2 separate regions of the Danio rerio genome follow, and region 2 is linked to region 1. A link is a contact called in public Hi-C data. All regions are on one chromosome and are shown on one strand. The core of a region is the stretch at or near the end of the contact, and the rest is flanking DNA. Distances in the headings are between cores, read along the strand shown.

Region 1 (6,682 bases), core at 2,447-4,946:
TTTTATTTTAATAAAAAACGCTCTTGGAGAAAACGGTGTTAATTTGTTACATTAAAAATTTAAATAACAACAAAAATAAATAAAATGACATTTAATTTAGGGAGAAAACCGGTGCGTATTCATCCGTTATATATTAACTAATAAAAAAAATGTTTTTCAAAAAAACTGTTGTGTAATAATTTGATAAATGTAATTAAAATTTTAAATAACTTGTTAAATTTAAACAAATACATCATTTTTTCAATACATAATATATTGTTTCGTTTTTTTTTTAGAAAACTGTGTTGCGTAATAACTTGCTAAATATAAACATATCAAAAAAAAAAAAAAAAAAAAAAATATATATATATATATATATATATATATATATATATATATATATATATATATATATATATATATTTATTTATATATATATATATATATATAAAATATATATATAAAAAGGTGCACAAATTTGAATTTTGGGTGAAATATGGCGATATATTTTTTTTGTGTCCCCCATATAATCAGCTCAGTGTTTGCTTCAAAGTAAATTTATGACCCCTATAATTCAGCTAGCTTATGTTCATCTCACCATATGCACTCATACATAGACCAACACGAGCAGAGAAACACATACAGCTTTATTGGAGTCTGAGGAGATGCCGAGTGCTTTCTCCAGAGATGTGCGGTACTTGTCCATGCGGAGCGAGAAATCTCGATAGCGTTTGTCCACCGCTGTCACCCATTTCTTAATCTCAGCGGCGTGAGAGTGACCCTTATCACAGAAACCATCTGCCAGCTGGATCAGCAGCTTCACCCGTTCTTTGGTTTGCTGAGGAAGAGGAAGAGGAAGAGAAAGAGATTTGGTGATGAAGATGCTTTTGCATGCGGGATTGGGGCAAAACTAAATGAGTTTGAGAGTTTTATTAGTGTGAGAGTGGCACTGGAAGTCATAATGCATGCAGTGGTACCTTGGCTGTGATGTGGAAGTCCTCGTGCTCCTTCAGCAGCTCCTGTGTGTGGTGTATGCTGGAGCCGGTGGACGTGTGTGTGGACAGATAAAACTCGCCAGTGTCGTGGATCCACTCCAGAGCCTGAGCAGAGAGATGAAAACACACCTCAAATAAGCATTCTTCACATGTGTCAAGGGTAATTGATGCTAAATGCTAAAAAGATACAAATAATAATATTAATAATAATAATAATAATAATAATAATAATAAGAAGAAGAAGAAGAAGAAGAAGAAGAAGATTTTAAAGCAGCTAAACATATCTACATATATCTTAAATAAATAGGCATTATTTTTTGTCAATATTAATTTTTCACATACCAAATTCCACAACAATCAGAACAATCAATAAATTAAATGTTTTAATCTTTCCAAAAACAAACAAACAAACAAACTAAAACAAGGACTAATTCTCACAAATCTAAACATTACACAAAAAAACAAAAAACAAAATATGAATAATATAAATAAAATGAATGGATTAAAATTTCTGCTTTCAACTACTTTTGCACTAACATGCATCAAAAAATTAAAAAATTAAATTAAAAAAGGTAAACTTGAACTTCTTTTTATGACTTTTAATAGTTAATTATTTTTGTCTTGGTGTAGATTTTGGATAGATTTATACATTTCAACATTTGGTTTGTTTGCTTTTTGGTTTTCAAAAAAAAAAAAAATAGATGAACATGAACATCAACAAATAATAAATAAATATAATCAACGAAAAATAAAGACCAAAAATAAAACAAATAAAGAAAATAAAATAAAAGCATAAACAAACAAAATACACATAAAAATCAACAAAAAACAAAGACTAAAAATAAAGAAATTAAAATAAAAACATTAAAAGCACCACCAACAACAAAACACACTTTAAAAAAGAAATCAACAAAAAACAAAGGCTAAAAATAAATAAATAAAATCAACAAAAAATAAAGATAAAAAATAAATAAATAAAAAAAACAAAAAACATCAAAAGCTTAAAAAAATAATAAATAAATGTAAAAATGAGCTAATTTGAAAAATAAATGCACATATATAAAACTTTAAAAATGAGAGGTATTCCTGTGCAGTTTATGCTAATCTTAAAATCAGTGTTTGATTTCTTTTGTCATTAGCATGACTGTGCAAAAACAGAAGATACCCATAAAAACACATTGCTATGGCATATGAAGACTCGCGCACACAAAGAGAATAAAAACAATCAATTTAAATCAGTTGAAAATGGTAGAGTTTCTGTAAATAAATTATGTCTCTGTGCCGTTTAATAAGAGGTGTGCAGCAGAAACTTAATAATCTGAATGAAGAAGTAAGTCAAACCTGTTTGGCGCTGCGTTCAAACACCACGTATTGCTGACACTGGTCCAGCCTCCTCTTTCTCATAGTCCAGAAGTGCAGCACGCGGTTCTCCCTCTGCAGCAGCTCATTCAGGATATCTACAAACATCACATATGATATGAACCTTAGCCATGGTCAGCAGAGATCTACTCTAGACAAACATACGAAAATACCTTATTATTAATATCTTAATTATTGTGTATTATTAAAAATACATAAGTAAAAAACTTAAAAAATGCAGATTGTTAATGAATTAATCAGATGTCTCTGTATCTATCTATCTATCTATCTATCTATCTATCCATCCATCCATCCATCCATCCATCCATCCATCCATCCATCCGTCTATCTATCTATCTATCTATCTATCTATCTATCTATCTATCTATCTATCTATCTATCTATCTATCTATCTATCTATCTATCTATCTATCTATCTATCTATCTATCTATCTATCAAGTTTTAATGGCTCTGAAGGCAAGATATATTAAATACTGACTTAAATACTATTTAGACTATTAACTGCTGACTTTTGCCTGATCTGCAGTGATGTAAGAAACGAATTACTTAGTCATCTCTTTTAATAAATAAAAATAAACAATAATCCCTGATAAAAATGCTAATATATAATAAAATTATTCATTTTAATTAATTAATTATTCATTTATTCAGATAAATAAAATTATAAATTTTATAATTAATAAATAATTAATTAAATTTTATTTAATTATAAATAATTATAATTATACATATATATATATATATATATATATATATATAAATAAATATATATATATATATATATATATATATATATATATATATATATATATATATATATATATATATATATATATATAATAAAATAATGAAAACAAAATATTTTATAATAAATTATACATACTTTTATGGCAGATAATAATAACATTAATAATAATAATAATAATAAATTGAATAAAAAAAATTATATCTTACAAGATCATGACATTTTAAACATTATTTAAATATAAAATAAAAATTACTACAAAGCTATACATTTATTAATTATTACTTTAATGGTACAAAAACCCAATCATCACCATTATTATAATGATTATTAAATAAAACCTCCATAGATGTAACATACATCTGTGTGTGTGTGTGTGTGTGTGTGTAGCATGAAGGTATAGCATCCCAATGGAGAACTACTATCAGCCATTTTCGAGGCCTGACCCATTTACACTTTCCATATCTGAGTCATTGTCGGCACAAGCTGAACAGAACAGAGCCCCATCCACAATGCGCACACATCCTAAACTGGGCTAAAGCAGGCAAAAGTGGGCCAGAGCTGAAAGTCATGAGGACGCAGAGCACAGATCAGCCACTAGATGGAGCAACAAAGCCATTTTAGAGCGAACCATCATGAAAGCCCCACGGGGGACGACAGACTGTGTTCTCAGCAGAGGAGAGGACTGGTAAATAAGAGCAGAACATGCGAAGCGGCAGCAGATGCAGACTTGTGCTTTGAGATGAGGAACAGGACGTTAAATACTACTTGGACATTCAAGGAGCTCTGTGTTTATTATAGAGTTGAAGTCAGAATTATTAGCCCTGCTGTATATTTTTTATCCCCAATTTATATGTATATTTATATATATATATAGTCAGGTGTCTCTTGAGATGTAGAGTTGTGGTCCGTGACTCACTTTTGACCTGCTGCTCTGGAGCTTTGACGTGACTCAACATCCCGGGCATGCTGACGCTGTTCCTGTGCATGTATTTGAGGAAGACGTCTGCATTACGCCTGGCCAACGTGCAGGCCTGAAACAGAGACGGACATATTAGCCCACACGGTCACAACAGACGGTGTGTGTTCTGGCTTTGGATGGGTTACCTTGAGGAAAGCCTCTTTCTGCTCCAGGTGTTTGCTGATCATGGGTGTGACGTGGTCCGATTCACAGTTGGGTCCCAGTTTGTCAGCTCCTCCGCACCAGTCCTCCTCACGCTTGTACTCCTGCTCCAGACTCTCCAGAACACTGCAAACCTACAGCACACACACACACGTCAGCTTTCAAGAGACCCGTTTCAAGATTCTAACATACTTAAAGCCCAATAGAAGAATGAGTTAGTGACCAAAACACTCTGTTTGGAGATTGAATCAGGAGATCAAAAGTAAACTGCTTCTATGAAAATTTAACTCTGGCAAAAGTATACACTGTGTATATGAGGGGTGTTCAAACTTGGTCCTGGAGGGTCGGTGTCCTGCATATTTTAGTTCCAACCCTAATTAAACACACCTGAACAAGCTAATCAAGCTCTTTCTAGGTATACAAGAAACTTCCAAGGAGGTGTGTTGAAGGAAGTTGGAACTAAACTATGCAGGACACCGTCCCTCCAGGACCAAGTTTGGACACCCCTAGTGTATATAAATATAATAGGCAGTTTAATTATTAATTATTTATTAATTAATTATTTTATTAATTTTTGTTTATTATTATTAGTTTATTTTCTCTTTTCCTCTCTTTCCCCTTCTACTTACTACTTACTACTATTATTATTATTTATTATTATTATTATTGTTATTATTATTATTATTATTATTATTATTATTATTATTATTACTTGTCCTCTCCCTGATTTCCCATCCTCCCCTTTCCTCGACATCTTTGTCATAAATGGTATTACTTTTATTTTTTGTTATCATTATTATTATTACTGTTCTGACTTGTCCTGTTATCTTTTCATTATCATTATTACAAGTATTTACACCATTATCATTAGTAAGGTTGAAGTTGTTGTAGTTGTAACGGTAGTAGTTGTAGTAGTAGTAGTAGTAGATGAAGTAGTAGTCATTGTAATAGTATCGATTGTTATTGAGTAATTGTTACGGAGATTATAGAAGTTGTAGTTCATGTAGTAGTAGATGTCATTGGTATAGTAGTAGCAGAAGTAGTAATGGTGTGGTAGTTACAGTAGTAGTAGTAGTCGTTGTTGGTAGTAATATCAGTAGTAGATGTTGTTGATGTAGATGTAGTAGAAGTGATTGTAGTAGTAGTAGTAGTAGTCGCAGTAGACATTGTAGTGGTAGTCGTTGTAGTAGTATCAGTATTAGTAGACACTTTAGTAGTAGTAGTCGTGGTTGTAGCTGTAGTAGAAGCAGTAGTAGTTGTAATATAAGAAACTTTCTGTAGTAGTAGTTGGTGTAGCACTTGTGATTTATTATTATTGTTGTCAGTTATTACTGTTGTCCTTTCTCTCTTTTTACTCTCATATTTACTATCATACATTAATAAGCATTGTTGTTACTCCCTACCTCTGACTGGTTTCTTTCTATATGTTTTATCTATATCTGTGACACTTGCTTCATTTATTGACTGTTATTGTTCCTTATGTATGTACTCTGACCTGTCCACCAAGTTACCTTTACATGCATACACACACTCACACGCACACACTCACGCACATACCAGTACCTGACTATATTGTTGATGTTTTTGTTTTGTTTTTGTTTTGTTGCTTTGTATTTGATATCTGTTGATGTTTTCTTGTATTTGTATGATTTTTGCATATTCAAAAAAAAAAAAAAAAAAAAAAAAAATATATATATATATATATATATATATATATATATATATTTATATTTATATATATATATATATATATATATATATATATATATATATATATATATATATATATATATATATATATATATAATAGGCAGGTGGCTCTGAGGCTAGATTTTTTTTTTTCTTCAACACTAGAACTGATTTTGCTTGTTATATTGTAGATATGGATACTTCTAATAAGCAGATGCTTTCTTAATTGCTGTTATCTCACTGAATGTTGGCTGGATGATGATAAAGAGCATTCAATGGCAAAATGCACAATAAGGGTGAGAAATATTGACAAAAATGTTGGATTGCCATTTTATTTAGGGATTTCTTGGATAGCAATTACATCTGTTTGCATTATTGTTCATTTTTTTGGCCAAAAGTGAAAATATATAACCATGCAATTATTTTGGTATTCAGCTTACAGCCAAATGTACACTGAATGTTCAGATTCTGTTCAAAATTTTCATTTTTGTTAGGGTTAGAACTGCCGGATGGTCAGTTGTTGGTCTTCAGTAACACACGGAACCGGACAACATAATCAGGTGATGGTGTCACTTTAGCTTGTGAGTTCAGGAAAAGCAGGGGGTGGGTTGTGATGGGTGCTGGGTCTGGTCCTCAAAAGCGTTTCTCTAGTCCTATATATGGTCCGCAAAAAGTGGGAGACCAGAAATCTTGCTGAAATAGGGTGAACTATCCTTTTCCTTCATTTTCTTGTCGGCTTAGTCCCTTTATTAATTTGGGGTCACCAAAGC
Region 2 (6,682 bases), core at 2,469-4,968, 150 kb after region 1:
ACAAGAAGGTGCTCCAAAATGTCTGTGCAGAATCCAGCTGAAACAGGCTGGAGGACCTGCAAACCAGCTTAAACTGGTTTAAGGTGTTGTTTTGAGCAGGACAGGACTTCGTGACCTAGTCTTGGACTAAATATTTCCTACAGAGGCATTAAAATGGGACCTGTAAATGGTTAACCTGGCCTTGCAGATGAAAGTCCTGCTATCCCAATAAACAATCAAATGTGTGTCATCCTATATTTAAGGCACACATGCCTCAATGTTTTTCCTCATTGCATCTTCACCAACATAAAAGCATCTAATCTTTTATTAAAACTATTTGAATATGTTTAAAAATGTGCCATCAATCTTTCTGGAATAGCTCTGCTAAGTTAGCAACCAAATGCTACACGAGTCAATCTGACATACCATTTAATCCTATTTCTCAGCTCAATCTAACAGCAATAGTCGCAATCGTGTCTGCAATTACGTTTTACATAATTAACGACCTCGTGACTTTAATTACCGAGGTATTAAACAGACTTTCACCACCTCAATCTCAGACACCATGCTAGCTAGTTAGCAGGGAGTTGGAGAGTGCCACGCCAGGTCATTGTTTACATTGCTGACTACCTTTGATTTTCACATTCGCCTGATCGCTCATTTACTATTAACTCTATGACTTTTATGCTGGAAAATAACATTTTATTCACATGCTATCGGTGATACATCAGCAATAAGTAGCACAGATAAGATGACACTTTTAAAAATTACCTAATTTCTTAAAGCTGTCTCCAAATCAAGATAACGTTAACACCGTTGTGATAATAATGCTAAAGATGGATTATTTCCACAAGGGTTTTATAAGTAAATTGTGTGTGTGTGTGTGTGTGTGGGTTTTACTTATTTATTCATAACGTGGCCTGCACAAGCTCTGCCCAACCTTACATTTCTAGCTACAGGCTCTTCTTCATCAATAAGTTGCACGATTGACCCAATTATATTTAGCATTATCTCTTACGGGGCAAACTGTTAAAAATCTATAAGTTAAAGTGATTTTTGTTTTAAAAATTCCTGCTAAAATATTTCCCCAGCTAGCATCAGTGGCTCACACATGCTAACGACAAAACCAACTGAAATTTCTCCAGCTATGCTGTAATAAACCACATTTTCATCCAAACGCAGGTAATCAGACCAACAATGAAGTGGATTCTTGCACTTAAAGCATTATATTCAACAGTAGTCACTGCTAATTTCCATGATCTAGACAGCCTTCCCCACCCACCCAGTGCACGAACAATGTCCCGGAGCCTCGCGCCATTCAATCAGAGCTTTCGGGCGAATTGTCGGGCTTACCAGATTTGAAGAATGTCGCTATATCGGCCGCGTCCTTAGCCGCCTCCTCGGCCCCTTCCCCCGAGCTCATGGCTGACGAAAAAACACACAAAAAAACTACTATCCAAATCTAAAGTTGCTGTTTTATTCCCCCACAGACAGAAGGATTTGGAAAAGGCGTCCTCCGCCTCTGTGTCTGAGCACTGATCTGACACGGACGGGAAAAGGATCACTTCTGAGTGCTGCTGGGGAACATCACAAAACCTCCTCCATCTTGGTTATAACACACATTAACAGCGCCGGCCGGCGGTCGGTTCTCCCGTGCGGAGCGGAGAGACGGCAGGGGGCGGGAGATCACCGCTGAATAACACTCTTTCCAGCTTTTTACCTGTTCTAGTGACCTTAACTAAATTATTTTTAAATTGAATTGCATACAATCTACATATCTACATATATATTAGATAATACTACTACTAATAATAAAATAACAAATATATATTATTATAATATAATATATAAAAAATCTAATATATAATATAATAAATATAATATATAAAATCTAATACTCGAATAATAATAATTATTATATTTATCATTATTATAATTTATTATATAGTAAATAATAAAATAATAATATTAATTATTATTAATTAATTATATATATATATATATATATAAATATATATATATATATATATATATATATATATATATATATATATAATTTTATCATAATAATTATAGGTGGCTTATGCGTTTATTATTATTTTTCATTATTATTATGTTTAAATAATACAATTTGTCAGAAATCTTCCTGACTTTTTACTTGTGGATATATAAATGGGTGTATTAGAACAAACTGCATTGGAAGATTTATATATACATTTATTTATTTAATGTGTATTTATTCATGTATAGTTTTATTTATGCAGGAATTTGTGTATTTATTAATTTATTTATTTGCATATTTATTTATTTATTGTTTTTGCAGGTTTTATGCTCCATACCCAACAGCGGAGTGAACCACCAACTTATCCAGCATACATATCATATGGATATATATATATATATATAGTTGAAATCAGAATTATTAGCCCCCCCTCAAATGATGTTTAACAGAGCAAGGACATTTTCACAGTATGTCTGATAATATTTTTTCTTCTGGAGAAAGTCTTATTTGTTGTTTTTCAGCTAGAATAAAAGTAGTTTTTAATAATAAAAAATAATTTTTAGTTGAAATTATTGGTCAAAATTATTAGCCCATTTAAGCTGTATTTTTTTACCCTAACTTGCCTAGTTAACCAATTTAAATTAAACCTTTAAATGTCACTTTAAGCTGTATAGAAGTATCTTAAAACATATTTAGTCAAATATTATTTACTGTCATCATGGCAGAGATTAAATAAATCAGTTATTAGAAATGAGTTATCAAAACTATTATGTTTAGAAATGTGTTTAAAAAAAAGTCTCTCCATTAAACTGAAATTGGGGAAAAAATAAACAGGGGGCTAATAAATCTGACTTCAACTGGATGTATATATATATATATTTCAGGTGAAAAGTTAGATCATGATATGCTTCTGTTTTTCAGTAGAATTTATGTAATTTATCCCACAATTGTTGAATCACACTGACATCTGGCGGGTAAAACTGTGAGTGCACTGGCTGACATTCTACTCAGTGGCCTGTTTGAAGGAAAGTGCATGCTTCTGCATTTCAGGCTAGTGTGATTTCACAAAGTAGGCCATATTCCTGGATAAACATCTATTTTGACAATGAATGAAACAACGTTTCAATCAGATTTCAGGGATAACTTTAGGCTTACAGTTAGGGGTTTGTGCTTCTGCATCAATGCTATCCACCTGTTAATCCCCTCTCATTTCAAAATAATTTCAAGTTAGGGGTTATATTACATTTTTGCACAAGACTGATGTTCAGGGATCAACATAGTTGTTAATCCAGTATTGCATTCTACTTGGGAAAATCACAATCACCATCATACAGAAGTTAAATATTCATTCATTCATTCATTCATTCATTCATTCATTCATTTATTCATTTTCTTTTTGGCTTTGTCCCTTTATTAATCAGGGGTTGCCACAGCGGAATGAACCGCCAACTTACCAGCGGTTTTTCGCAGCGGATGACCTTCCAGCTGCAACCCATCACAGGGAAAGTTAAATACTTATTTAAATGAAATATAATAGAGAGAAAACAGTCATAAATTGTGTCCTAGATATACATTAAATGGTGACTTAACATTTTACATAACCAACAAACGTCAGCTTGTGAACTACTAAACGGTACTTATTTCTATATTATTCAATTTATTTTGTTTTCGCCGAACCACTAGGTGGTACAAACCTTTTTGTAGCAAGAGAATTTTAACACAGAAGAAGCCGAAGACGAGAGCGGCCTAACCTAAAAATTACGTTTCACCAATTTGTTGTTGTTATTGTCATCGTTTTTTGCATTATCAAGTAAAATATATTAATATCAGCAGCATTAAAGTGTTAATTCGCTAAAATACAGCTTATTCGACGTTGCGGACAGGCGTAATAGTAGGTATGTCGAAAATGATTTATTACGTAACGTTAGATTGTCATGATATGCTAAGTATGCTACATTTGCGCATTGCTTTGGTTTAGTTTGGTTTAATGCACAACATATATACATAACTAAATTGAAACAATCTGTTTTCTTTTAGTTTGCAAAGATGACTGATTTACTGACAGTGTACGACGACGACCAGGCCAACTCTTTCATTGACTGCATGGTGAATCCTGTTTATTTTAATTCGGATGCTCATATTCTCCCTGTTTGTTATAAAGTAATATAAAGGCAATGGCCTAAATGTGTGTGACTAATTTATATTTCTATCTTTGATCCTTAGATCTGCGAGAAAAAAATAAGGGGGGACACCAATTACAAAATCCACGTGACATCAATGCAACACTTAAAGGTAAGCAGAGACAGAATATAAATAAGGATATTTAAAAATAATAATACTCACTAATATTTAAGCGTTAATTCAGCTTATTAGATTTCTAAAGAATCAAAACACTGGAATGGGTAGATTAAATATTAAAATATACTGTAATATTTAAAATTTTAATTTATGTAAAATTTGAAAGTTGTTTTTTATAAATATAAATTGCATTTCTCAGTACTATTTATTTCATAATTAATTTCCAGTAGTTAAATGATATTTATGATTTAAAGGAGAGAGGTTTGTCAAGTATCAAAACAATAATGTTGTGTATTTAAATACTACTAAACAGTCTTGTAAGGTATATTTAGAATAATCTATAATAACAATTGCAAAAATTAATAATTAATTGTAATTTTGAAGCTTTTTACATTGCTACTATCCTTCAAAACACAAGGTCTCACCTATTAGCAAAATGTTTATTAAGTGTTGTTTTTTTTTACAAAAAAATATATCTGTTTTCATATTAGTTTGGAGTTTTTATATTCATAAAACTTATCTGAAACATCAGACACTTTGTAAGTTCAGTTTGATGCATACACGTAAATGGGACATCTCGTCTTTTACTGATGTGTATTTCTTGATTAAAGAGATAGTTTAGCCAAAAATGAAAATTCTGTCATCATCATTTACACTTTTTCTAAACCTGTTTGAGTTTTTTTTTTCTTCTGTTGAATACAAAGCAACATATACTGAAGAATGTTGTGAGGAAAAAACAGCTTTGACTTCTGTAGTTATTTTTATTTCCTACTAGGGCTGCAGAATATATCGTTTTAGCGTCGACATCGCAATGTGAGCATCCGCAATAGTCAGATTGCAAAGATATGCAATGTTGAGTCTGGATAATAGTTGACTAGAAGCTACATATTTGTATTTAGAGGGTATCCGCGTGGTTTAAAAAGTCTTAAATCGCAAAAACTTTTTTTAGGCCTTAAAAGGTCTTAAATTTACTGAAGTATTGTGTTGAAGGTCTTAAATCTTTTTTTAAGCGGGTCTTAATTTTCATTTGTTCCTGTATAGCTACACAATCTGGCCAACACCTATCCAAACACCAACAATCCATCTCAAAACTTTGTATTTAAGAATGTCATTTTTAACTCTGTTTACCATAATGGTTTAATTAATTCCTTACAATAACAGTTTTTTTTAAGTTCTCCATGTATTTACTGCGTGTATTTAAGCTGTCATGGACAGACTGTTGTGCATACATTCAGTTTAATATAGTTTTCAAAACCTTTAAATAATTAATTAAAAAAAAGGTTATGTTGAAAAAAAAGTGTATGTATACAATTAGAGCTTGCTTCTTTTGACACAATATTAAAAACCTTTTGCTTAGAATTAGCTAGACTATATATATTTTTTAAATTATTACTATTATTGTTTTATTAAATTATATTTTTAAAAAACTAAATTAAAAATCTTTTCCAACTTGGCCGTTAAAAAAAATCCTTAGCGTTTAGCCCTTTATGAGTCTAAAATGTAATTCATAATGGTCTTAAAAATTTCTTTAAAAGTCTTAAATTTAACTTGCTGAAACCCTGTATTTAATCACTGTATTTATTTGGAATTTATATAATTTATGCAACAAAAAAATCTTTCTTTTTGTCTTGTTTCTAGTCCAAATAGCAAAAGTTCAAAGCAAAAACAAGATTATTTTACTTACCCCAATGGCAAATAATTTAGCTTGTTTTAAGGGAAAAACACTTTAATTTTTACTAGTTTTTTTTGACGGTGAAACCAAAACAATATTTTTACTTGATCTAAGAATTTTTTGATATTTGGACTAAAAAAAAAGAGACAGAAAAAGTAAGAAACGCATTTTGTGCATTGTGGTTATTCAATTTCTGTACCTGAATTATGTTAGACTCCCCAATAAAACATAAAATCGTGCTATTCAAACCATCCTGTGAAACTGTATTCATATCACAATATTTATTGCAGAAAAATAAAATATATAAAATATCAGATTTTTCCATTATCGTGCAGCTCTATTTCCTACTACAGATTACAATGGCTGTTTTTTCCAAATATTCTTCTGAATATCTTGTTTTGTGTTCAACAGAAGAAAAGAGACTCATAAAAACTGTAGAATCTGTTGAGTGACAGTAAATAATTCAACCAAACAATTGTTTTGGTTGAACAATCCCCTTTAAGTAATTGGTTATTTGTAGATAATTGTTATTATAAATACCTTTTAACTGTTATTTATTGGATAACATATGCTAATTTTTGTCACAATTTATGTACAGCACAATGGTCAACAACTGTTGTTATACTGTGCTTTATAAATAAAGTAAGATTAAGTCTATTTGACAATATTTTGATTCTGTTTAATTCACTTTTCTGCTTCTTCAAGTTCAGGTCTTATGACAAATCAACCAG

What was found. A called contact is a pair of places that touch in the nucleus more often than the background predicts.
Region 2: a Hi-C map of hematopoietic stem cells shows a contact between it and region 1, with 6 times the contacts expected there. The contact joins the promoter of si:ch211-13c6.2 here to the enhancer-like site in region 1. A contact is called at or near these places in 6 of 18 Hi-C or Micro-C datasets (caudal fin, embryo, hematopoietic stem cells and 1 more) and 4 of 4 datasets of contacts at active chromatin or transcription factors (caudal fin, embryo, gastrula embryo and 1 more).

The regions. Positions count from the first base shown.
Region 1 is chr19:44,696,270-44,702,951 of GRCz12tu, forward strand. It overlaps trioa (trio Rho guanine nucleotide exchange factor a), which reads right to left. Exons shown (of 57, transcript NM_001104526.1): 18 at 4,208-4,357; 19 at 4,020-4,134; 20 at 2,316-2,431; 21 at 957-1,079; 22 at 623-817. Among named protein-coding and RNA genes, the nearest start is that of trioa, 90 kb to the right of the region's middle. Within about 2 kb of position 3,697, at least 3 of the 62 cell types and tissues checked have an H3K27ac peak or open chromatin away from gene starts, as enhancers often do.
Region 2 is chr19:44,842,316-44,848,997 of GRCz12tu, forward strand. si:ch211-13c6.2 reads left to right here and starts at 3,719. Exons shown (of 14, transcript NM_001430907.1): 1 at 3,719-3,876; 2 at 4,019-4,087; 3 at 4,205-4,273. The coding sequence starts at 4,028. It also overlaps a transcript of trioa not described here.